Linked DNA regions of Sus scrofa: all the other regions are linked to region 2. Evidence: chromatin contacts called from public HiChIP or PLAC-seq data. All regions are on one chromosome and are shown on one strand. Each heading gives the region's core, a stretch centred on a gene start, on an enhancer-like site or on the middle of the called end of the contact. The rest is flanking DNA. Distances are from core to core; before and after follow the strand shown. Region 1 holds the start of MED12 (mediator of RNA polymerase II transcription subunit 12). Region 2 holds the start of TAF1 (transcription initiation factor TFIID subunit 1). Region 3 holds the start of OGT (O-linked N-acetylglucosamine (GlcNAc) transferase).

Evidence for each region. HiChIP or PLAC-seq counts read pairs in DNA pulled down with a chosen protein or histone mark.
Region 1: an H3K27ac HiChIP or PLAC-seq map of alveolar macrophages shows a contact between it and region 2. The contact joins the promoter of MED12 here to the promoter of TAF1 in region 2. A contact is called at or near these places in 1 of 47 Hi-C or Micro-C datasets (embryonic fibroblasts) and 1 of 2 datasets of contacts at active chromatin or transcription factors (alveolar macrophages).
Region 3: an H3K27ac HiChIP or PLAC-seq map of alveolar macrophages shows a contact between it and region 2. The contact joins the promoter of OGT here to the promoter of TAF1 in region 2. A contact is called at or near these places in 1 of 5 promoter capture datasets (fetal liver), 2 of 47 Hi-C or Micro-C datasets (alveolar macrophages and undifferentiated spermatogonia) and 2 of 2 datasets of contacts at active chromatin or transcription factors (alveolar macrophages and skeletal muscle).

What each region holds. Positions count from the first base shown.
Region 1 is chrX:57,148,893-57,152,149 of Sscrofa11.1, reverse strand. MED12 (mediator of RNA polymerase II transcription subunit 12) reads right to left here and starts at 1,266. Exons shown (of 45, transcript XM_001927848.6): 1 at 969-1,266; 2 at 322-426; 3 at 1-114. The coding sequence starts at 1,067. It also overlaps a transcript of IL2RG not described here.
Region 2 is chrX:57,380,557-57,383,822 of Sscrofa11.1, reverse strand. TAF1 (transcription initiation factor TFIID subunit 1) reads right to left here and starts at 1,612. Exons shown (of 38, transcript XM_021079953.1): 1 at 1,065-1,612. The coding sequence starts at 1,469. LOC110257711 (a long non-coding RNA gene) reads left to right here and starts at 1,589. Exons shown (of 2, transcript XR_002340621.1): 1 at 1,589-1,676; 2 at 3,227-3,266.
Region 3 is chrX:57,519,230-57,522,736 of Sscrofa11.1, reverse strand. OGT (O-linked N-acetylglucosamine (GlcNAc) transferase) reads right to left here and starts at 1,565. Exons shown (of 22, transcript NM_001039748.2): 1 at 1,349-1,565. The coding sequence starts at 1,385.

The DNA.
Region 1 (3,257 bases), core at 17-2,516, 230 kb after region 2:
AGTCACCAGCCAGAAGTTGTCCTTCTGGTTCACTTGGGGCTTCCTGCGACCAGTGTCAGGGAGGGTGTTACAACGTAACTTCTCTGCAATAATGCTGCTGAAGTTGGAACTGATCTGAGGGAAGAAAACTACACCTCAGGGTGGGAAGAAGGGGTAGAGAGGTGGTTGTGCCTTTGATAGGCAAATGCCAATGTGGTAGCATGAGGTTATGAAGGAAAACTCAGCCATTTAGGTGGTCCCTTTAAGTCTTCCCAACCCAGGGCCTTTGCGCCTTCTCAAATTCTTCCAGCCTTTTCCTTCAGCTTGGCAGGGTTGTCTCACCTTGGCAGGATTGAAGTTGACGTTCTTGGCACTGCCATGTTCATCCCCAGAGACAGCGGGCTGGTTATTGAAACCTTGTTTTACATTCAAGGCTGTCAGTTCATCCTAAAGCGGGAAAACGACATGTTAGCCCCCGCCACGGGGGGGGGGGGGAAGGTTGGTGGTGGGAGAGGGCAGAAGAGAAGGGAACATGGGGAGGGGGGAAGGGAGGAGGAGGATTCGGAGTAGAACAGATTGTTATTTAAAGCTAGGCCCTAACATTCATTTGGACCCCACCCTCACCCCCACAGTCACTAAGATTCCCAATCCCCCAGAGCTCACTCAACAGCACTCTTCCCCTGCGAGCTTGGAAGCAGAGCAGCCGTTGCTCACCCAGCTGCCTCAGACAACTTTCTGAGGTGTGTGTGTGTAGAGGGGGGCGCCTCCAGCGTGGCCCCGATATCACTCCCAGCTGGCACCCAGGAACCACCCCCCACCCCCACCAGATCCTACTCTCCTACGCCAGCCCACTTTACTCTTCCCCCTTTCGGGACTTTCGCTCCCGGCGAACCGCCCCGCCCCCCCCCCCCCCCGCCAAGCTTTCAGTGCTTCCTCTTCTGCCGATCGCTGGCCCCCGGCCCCTGGGGAGCCCGGATTTTTGAACGTACCTCCTTCTGTTTGGGATCTTGAGGGTACACATCCGGAGGCCCCAGCCGCGGCCGCTTCAGGGGCCGGTGTTCGTAGCTCAAGATCCCGAAGGCCGCCATCTTGCCCAGCCCGTAGCGCCAGAGGCGCCAGCCGGGCCCGGCCGCTGGGGGAGGGGGAGAGGGAGCCGAAAAGGGGGGCAGCGGAGGCGAGGACGGCAGCCGAGAGACAACAAGGGGGCACGTTAGAAACTCTCGATCATTGCCGGAAACTACCGAGGTAAACCGAGGGACGCCGGGAACCGTCGGACAATACCGACCGCGGGGTAGGGGGGGGAACGGGGGCGGGGCCCACCCGGCGTGGGGCGGAGCTCGGCGCCGGGGGAGCTTTTTCTGCCCCGGCGGCCGCAGATCGACTTCACTCAGTCAAGATCTTTGCGACATTCGCTAACCCTGTGCTGGACTGGGGATGCGAACCCGCGAGGCGGGAGGCGGCCACCGCACCGAGCTCCGGTTAGAATTGCGTTCCCAGCACCTCCCTCCGTTCCCGGCCTAGAATAAATAAGTGCTTGATCGTCTGTGCGTTTGTTGGGAACTCTGCCTTTTCCAAACTGCTTCTTCATTTCTCAGGTTCCGCATCTGAAAAATGGGTGTACTAACAAACACTTCCTTCAAGGGACTGTTGTGAAGATTAGAAACGATGTATGCATAAGGAAACACATATTAACCCCCCCCCCCCCCACACACACACAAAGGTCGGCTCTAATCCCTCAAGGTCCCTATGGTCTAGCACTGAGGTTCTTAACCTCTTCTGATTCAAAGTCCCTTTAAAATGCGGTGGAAGCTACGGCCCTTCTTCCCAGAAAAAAAAAAAAAAAAAAAAAGCACGTAGAGATATACAAAACGTTAGACACTTTCCACGGAGATTCTTACACACACACCCCTCCACGAAGTTCATCCATATATACTCCGAAGATTCAGGAACTCCAGGTTAAGAACGCTTGCTCTATAGAAAGAGGCACCTATTAAGTATCAGATGCTTTTCAGACATTATCTCTTTTAATCCACAAAAGCCCCATGTGTTAGGGATTATTATTGTCTCCATTTTGTAGATGAGGAAGCTGATTCTCAAGGAGTGGGAGTTGGTTTATATAGCTACTGAATAACAGAGCTGAGACTAGGGTTTTTTTCCTTGACTCTTCTTTAAGTGGTATATCATATCATTGGCTATTCTATTTTTTTACCTGCTTTTTAATTTAATTTTATTTGCTTTTTGTAGGGCCGCACCTTCAGCATATGGAGGTTCCCAGACTAAGGGTCAAATCCGAGCTGCAGCTGCCTGCCACAGCCACAGCCACTGCAACAGGATCCTTAACCCACTAAGTGAGGCCCGGGATGGAACCCGAATCCTCATGGATACTAGTATGTCAGGTTTATAACCCACTAAGAACTCCCCCTGCTTTTTTAAATTGAAGTATATTTGGTGTACAATATTGCATAAGTTACGGGTGCACAGTATAGTGGTTCGTATTTTCTAAAGGTTATACTCCATTCATAATTATAAAATATTGGCTACATTCCTCATGTTATACAATATATCTTTTTAGCTCATTTTATACGTGATAGTTTGTATCTTATAGTCTCCTACACCTAAACTGTCCTTCCCCCTTCTCGCTTCTCCCAGTGTAACCCCTAGTTGGTTCTTTGTATCTGTGAATCTGCTTTTTTGTTACATTCACTAGTTTGTTGCATTTTTCAGGTTCCACATATGAGTGATATCATACTTTTTTTTTTTTTTTTTGTCTTTTCTAGGCCGCTTCCCGCGGCATATGGAGGTTCCCAGGCTAGGCGTTGAATCGGAGCTGTAGCCGCCGACCTACGCCAGAGCCACAGCAACGCGGGATCCGAGCCGCGTCCGCGACCTGCTCTACAGCTCACGGCAACGCTGGATCGTTAACCCACTGAGCAAGGGCAGGGATCGAACCCGCAACCTCATGGTTCCTAGTCGGATTCGTTAACCACTGTGCCACGATGGGAAATCCAGTGATATCATACTTTTCCTGACTTTTTTTTTTTTTTTTTTTTTTTTTTTTTTTTTTTTTAAGGGCCGCATCCCTGGAAGTTCCCAGGCTGGCGATCGAATGGAAGTTGCAGCTGTGCTACACCACAGCCACAGCCACACCAGATCTGAGCCACGTCTGCAACCTACGCCACAGCTCACAGCAATGCTGGATCCTTAACCCAGAGAGCGAGGCCAGGGATTGAACTGGCATCCTCATAGATACTAGCAGGGTTCATTAATTCCTGAGCCAC
Region 2 (3,266 bases), core at 363-2,862:
AAAGATTATTCGGAGTTCCCGTCGTGGCGCAGTGGTTAACGAATCCGACTAGGAACCATGAGGTCGCGGGTTCGGTCCCTGCCCTTGCTCAGTGGGTTAAAGATCCGGCGTTGCTGTGAGTTGTGGTGTAGGTCGCAGACGCGGCTCGGATCCCGCGTTGCTGTGGCTCTGGTGTAGGCCGGTGGCTACAGCTCCGATTCAACCCCTAGCCTGGGAACCTCCATATGCCGCGGAAGCGGCCCAAGAGATAGCAACAACAACAACAACAAAACAACAACAACAAAAGACAAAAAAAGAAAAAAGAAAAGAAAAAGATTATTCAAGGAACCACTACCAAGACTGAATGAATGTAACAGCAGTTCTCTGAATAAAGGCTAAGGAAACTGAGGTCATTTCGAAGAGAAAGCAAAGGCAGGAACTTTATTGCTATCTTTTATTTGTATTGCAGGGAAGGAGGAATATTGTTGGTCAATATTTTCTCCTTGAAATAATGAACTTAAATGAGTACAGGTGAGTGTCCGCTGGCCACAGGAAACTACTTCAGGACCCTCAACGAACAGTGGGAAAACCATGTAAGAAGTGCCCTGGAACCAGAAGGGGTCTGCCCTGGATGGTTAAGAACTGGGGCCTGAACCACATGATTTGTTGCAGATCAGTCCTCTTGCTCTAGAGCCACGTCTAGTCAGTGAGGTCACAAAGGCAGACAGTTTCAAGAAATAGCCAAGGCTCTTACGGCAATGGTTTGAAAGCAATCACTAGGTTAAGCTGCTATTTTTCCTATTCCCTGGTCAAGAAGAATTAGCTTGGAAGTCACCCATATCAGCGTCGCTGACGTACCAGGTCTTGCCTATCGTTCTCCTCTCTGGCCCCAACCCTCGTCCAGAACCGAGCCCCCTAGTTCTGGGTTACAACACAACCCACTAGCAGCGCAGCCGCTTCTCTGGTTTTCTCGCACGTTGAGCGCGCCCTCTAGTCTCCTGTCCTAAGCACCCTCAACTCCCCTCACTTCACGTATTCCCTAGCCGATCCACCCTCCAGCCCTATTCCCTCTCCCACCCCCTCACATCGTCCAACACGCTTTCCCCCTCCAGCTGCCCGGCTCCATTGATGTTGCCGAAAAGGAAACCGGTTAAAGAAAATGGGCCGCCTCCAGCGGAATCTTCATCGCTGTCTGTGTCCGACATGATGGCGGCGTCGGTGCCGGCAGCTGCTACAGGCAACGGCAAATCGCAGCTTCGTCCCATAGACCGGAAATAAAAATGAGTCGCCCAGAAGTGACTCGCAGAGTTCCTACACCTTACCAGCCCCCACCGGAAGCGGCATAAAGGAAAAAAAGAACCGGAAAGACCGCCCGTCCTACGAGAAAGGAGAATTGGTGTCACTACTTTACTAGCGGCTTTGGATTGGACTATCCGCGCTGGATTCGTGGAAAGCGGTTGGTCAAAGAAAATACTTGGTCCCGCCCCCATCCACTTTTCTGCGTAGGCTCCGTGTCTGCGCACTGAGGGAGCGACGGCTATTTCTCCAATCAGAAGGAGTCACCTGGGTCACATGGTCTGCGTCCCGGTAACTACACGTCACTACGGCACAGGAAATGGAAGTAAGGGTTGGGTCCTTTTCATCTCTGCTATCAGTTGCTTTACCGCTTCGTCACTGTGCCAAAGGTACCTTTGCAGGTTGGTTGTTTTGAATTGACACACACCCCCTTTTTTTCGGGGTGTTAAAGTAAAAGGTGAATAAAATAGCCGACCCTTCACCTAGATTCAGTTTAAACACTGCCAGTTTTTGTTTCCCCGAACCTTTTGAAAGTCTTCACCCCAAAAATACTTTTTTCTACATAGCCACAATACTATTAGCACATCTTAAGAACTTAACATTAATTCAATATCGTTTAACATACAGTCCATGTTTAAATTTATTCAGTTGTCTTAATTGGAGCATTTTACATTTCAGTCCGGGATCCATTCAGGGTTCAGCCTCTTTCTCTGTGTTGCATGATACTACTACATTTTGGGAAGAATTCATCTAATTTTTTCTTTAAAGCGATTCAAGTTAAATATCTTACCGGCAGCCATCAGAAAGCACAATGTCAGGTTGTCCCAATGTTGCTGATGCTGAATTTGATCACTTCAAAAAAGGGTGTCCACCAGATTTCTCTGTCGCAATAGCACATTTTTCCTCTTATAATTAGTACATAATCTAGGGGGTGATACTTTGAAATCGTGTATATATTCTATTCCCCATCGCCCTTACACCTAAAGGTTTTAGCATCTGTTGGTGATCCTTGCCTGAATCAGTTATTGGAAGAGTGCAAAAGGGTGATTTTGCTAATTATTAATTCCTTCTACATTTATTAACTGGACTTAGTAAAGGAGAACTTTCCCTTTTCTTACCTCTTTTCTTGCATTTTTATTTTAATGTGTTACAGTCTAGCACCATTATTATCTTTGATGCTCTGACTGTCCACTGGGAACCACTTCACTCTGGCTCCTGTGTCCTTTTGATATGAGCACGTCCTTGCTTTTTGGCACAAGGTGTTCAAGACTTACTCTTATTATTATTGAGCACGTCCTTGCTTTTTGGCACAAGGTGTTCAAGACTTACTCTGTGCATTCCCTGTCGCAGACCTGATATAAGCCATTTCTCCAAGTGGCCCTGGTTCTTTTTAGTGGGGAATAGTGCTTAGAAACTGGGGCATCGTTGCTTGTAGGCCCTTTCATTGGAGAGAACTAAAAAAAAAATAAAATAAAAGAATGAGTTTATACTAACACCTTCAATTCAAAGCTAACACCACCTAGAGTTCCCCATTGTGGCTCAGCAGGTTATGAACCCTACTAGTATCCATGAGGATGCAAGTTCGACCCCTGGCCTCGCTCAGTGGGTTAAGGACCCAGTGTTGCCATGAGCTTTGGCATAGGTCACTGACTTGGCTTGAATCCTGCATGGCTGTGGCTGTGGTGTAGGCTGGCAGCTACAACTCCAGTTGGACCCCTAGCCTGGGGATTTCCATGTGCCACAGGTGTGGCCCTAAAAAGAAAAAAAAAAGTTAGAATACTATTTATACATTCTTTTTGTTTTGTTTTGTTTTTTTCCACTTAATAATATAGCCTGGAAATCACACTGTACCACTTCATAGGGTTCTTCCTCATTCTTTTTTTTAATGTCTGCTTAGTACTTCACTGCATGGATGTCCTGTGGAATATTCTAACAGTAGTTATATTTCTAGGCCAGATAACAAAGCTCTACAAAAACCTGCATGTAGGGCG
Region 3 (3,507 bases), core at 316-2,815, 140 kb before region 2:
ATCTAGGACAGAATCTTAAATCTTTAAAAATCCCTGAGAGGGAGGGGAACACTAATTATTAATCCCACTACCTACGATCATGGATGAGACACAATTGAAGATTCACTTCTTACTGCACAATGTCCAAAAACAATTAAAAAAAAAAACCCTGACACATCTCAACTGAGGGAACCAACCAAAAAATAATAATAATAATAACCTCGTGGGAAACCTTAGAACCGCAGCCCGGTCCCCCCCCCCCCGCTCCAAATAGCCTCAATATGGAAAGGCAGACGAAGGACACTCCTGTAATTTGGTTGTTTTCTTATTTTTAGTACCAAATGCTCTCGACTAATTGTCTGAAAGGGCAACCGCCTTGCTCTTGTGCAGCTACACTCCAGTTGCTTTACAAACTCTTCAAGCGGGGATGAAAACTTAAAAAAAATACACCCCCTATGAATAAAGAAATACCGGGCTAAAGAATGGGGATGAAAGACCCAGAGGCGGCGGCGGAGGAATACAGGGAGAAAGTAACACAAAGCGAGAATCGGGCGGGCAGGGTGGTCAACGCCAAAGCCCCGGCACCAGGGTGGTTTCTCCCCAAGGGTAGGAAGTGGACCGCAAGGCTGGCAACCTCGCGAAGGAAAGGGTGTGGTTCCCCGCGGGAGGGGAGGGAGGTGGACAGGGTGGGAAATCCAGGCTGGGGGCAGCGGGTGGAATCGGACGATGGCAAAAGGAACCCCTGGAAATTTCCAATCGAAACCGGGGCCGCTCGCTCAACCGAAAGCCCGGCAGAAAGGCGCTGCCCGGCGGGGCACTGCTCAAAAGCCCCTGGGCTCGAGATTACTCGGAGCACACCCAGGAGCCTGGGCTCGTCCTTGGGTGATGCAAAGTGAGGATACGATTACATCGGACCGGCACCCCCGCCCTCGATTGACAGAGGAGCACCAAATTGGGCTAAGGGGAGCAGGGTGGAGGAGGAAGAGGAGGGGGCGGTGAGCTGAATTAAGGGAGAAAACGACTGCCAAGGAGAGTGAAAGGCAGCGAGAAGGACAGGGATTCCAATGCAGTCCATTCCGAGACATTCTAAGCGCGCACGTGTGAAAAGAAGCGTCCCGAGAGAGTAGAAGGCTAGCAAATGTATAGGATTACAAAGCAAGAAAGGAAGCGAAAAGCCAGCAAGCAAGAGGAAATGTTTGAAGAACGGACGACAGCGGAAACCCCGATCAGATGCCGGCAGACGACGAAAAGCTCAGCGATGCCACTGATGTAATGGGGATGGCTAGAGGGAAGGAAGGGAGTGATGAGAGGCAGAGGACGGCGCGAGACCCCAAGGGGGCGTCTGCCAAGGTAGAAGGGACACCGGTACCTGTGCTGTCGGCCACGTTGCCCACGGAAGACGCCATCTGGAGCTTCTTTAGGAAAAGCGAGAAAAGGGTAATTGAGTCCCGCTGCCGCCACTACTGGCAAGAATGTTTCTAGAGGTAGTAGTAAGAGGGCAGCAGCCGTACCAGTGCTTTGGCAGGCTTAAGAGGCGGCAACAGTTACAGGCTTCGAACCTTAAGAACTCTGGTTGGCCATCTACCTCTCACGGTCTTGAAATGGCGGCGACGGCTCCTCGGCCGAAACAACACGGGCCGGAACTACTTTCTGTTACAATCAAGTACCAGCGCGGAAGTAGCGCGGTAACCAGCGCAACCAACAAAATGACTATAATCAAAGTCACTTGCTCCTATGTAACCTTCCGCGCAGGGCCCATTGCGACAAACACGATTGTGTCGAGAGCGCATGCGAGCAACCCTGTCAACCCGACCCGGTTAGGGCACTGTCTGGGGCGGGAGCGTCCAAGTTTTCTACTAGCGGAGCGGAAGGGTAAAAAGAAACGTATACACAGGACGGATACATTTTTGCCGAAGTGGGGAAGTCTAGTCTATTACCGAGCCAGGAATGTAGATTTTTAAGAGATGCCAAAGGCGTCTAGAAAAGTTTCATCAACTTTAGTCGTACGGAAAGGAAGAGTTACAAGGCTGTTGAATCAATTCTAAGTAAATTTAAATGGCTAGATTTCCAAGGCTGACGTTTAAAACGGTGGCAGAGAGGGTTTCAATTTGAATACGTCTTAGTTCTGATTCCAGCCATTGATTTAAACACTTTGATGAAAAAGTTTCACAGGGCCAAATGAACCCAAGAATCTCACGTTTTGGCCATATAGCCCGAAATTTCCAAAACCTTTTGGTATTCAGGATAGTTCTACCCAGAGAATTCCGTAGGGCAAATGCTTCATAACTCAGGGACTCGCTGAGAGTTTGCACTCCAAAGCAGCAGCCATAAAAATGTTAAAGATGATTCATATTCATCAAAATCCACGACTCTCTTCTGAATTGTGATTTCATTTCCACCACATAGCTTTGCAAATCGTTACAAACGGTGATAGCATTTAGCTCAAGGCAGCTCAACAATGATAAATGGATTCATTTGCCATCTACCTAAACCACACATGCAGATTGAAACTAAATTGCCTCTACTTCCTTGAACAAATCAGTTCTATATGATCCTCCTGCAGTTTCAAGTCCACTGTTTAGACATTTTGTCACATTGGTATTAATTTATATCTCTTGTTCCAGAAAGGATTTAAGGTAGCTTGCCACATTCACAAGAAATTATTATAAACCAATGGAGGCAACAAGTTGCATCTCTCAGAGCCTCTTTTATTAATTTAAAAAAAAAGTCCTTGATCTAAGAAAACAAGTCAGTGAATTTCTTCAAAACATTTCTACTACCTAGCCATCTGACCACACTAAAAAAAAAAAAAATCCTCAAATTTTGCTTCAATTCCTTCAAGACAGTTCACAAACTGTTAATTATAGATATGAGCACCGAGGAAATTTGTAGTATTGATCATTTCTTCCATCACATCCATAATTGAAAGTCAGATGCTGTGAAAAAGGCAAAGTTCACTACACAAACTCTCCTAGAAAATGTGCACCAACCTCTTCTCTTAATTTGATTTAACTGGTAAAACCTTTTTCTCCACCGCCCCCACCGCACCCCTCTAACCCCCGCCACTGTAAGTGCTCCATCTGTGGTGAATAAAATCAGCTTTTCAACTTTTAGAACAGACTTCTCAGATTCCACTGGCAGATGTTTAGGCCTTACTGATTAGTGGGTGCTAACTAATTAAGTAAAACTCTTCTTCTTGTTAAATGCCAGGTCAGGTTCCCAACCAGGCAGGCTATACTGTAGTCTAAGTTTCTTTATCCTGAGAAAAGAGTCAAAGGATACTGCTGTGGAAAGCTGGGAGGTGAGGGTCACAGTGACTCAATAAGGAAAAACCCCTGTTGGAGTCTCAAGAACCCCCTCCAGTTACCTTCTAGCAATAGCACCTGGAGAGTTTAGTTTGAAGGACTTACTCATCAGACAAATGCATCTTCTTCAGCCAATCAAGTAACACTTACTAGTCTCTATGTGGCAAGAAACTGTGGGAGACACAAAAATCAGCAAGACAAGATCTTTGCCCTCAAGGAAATC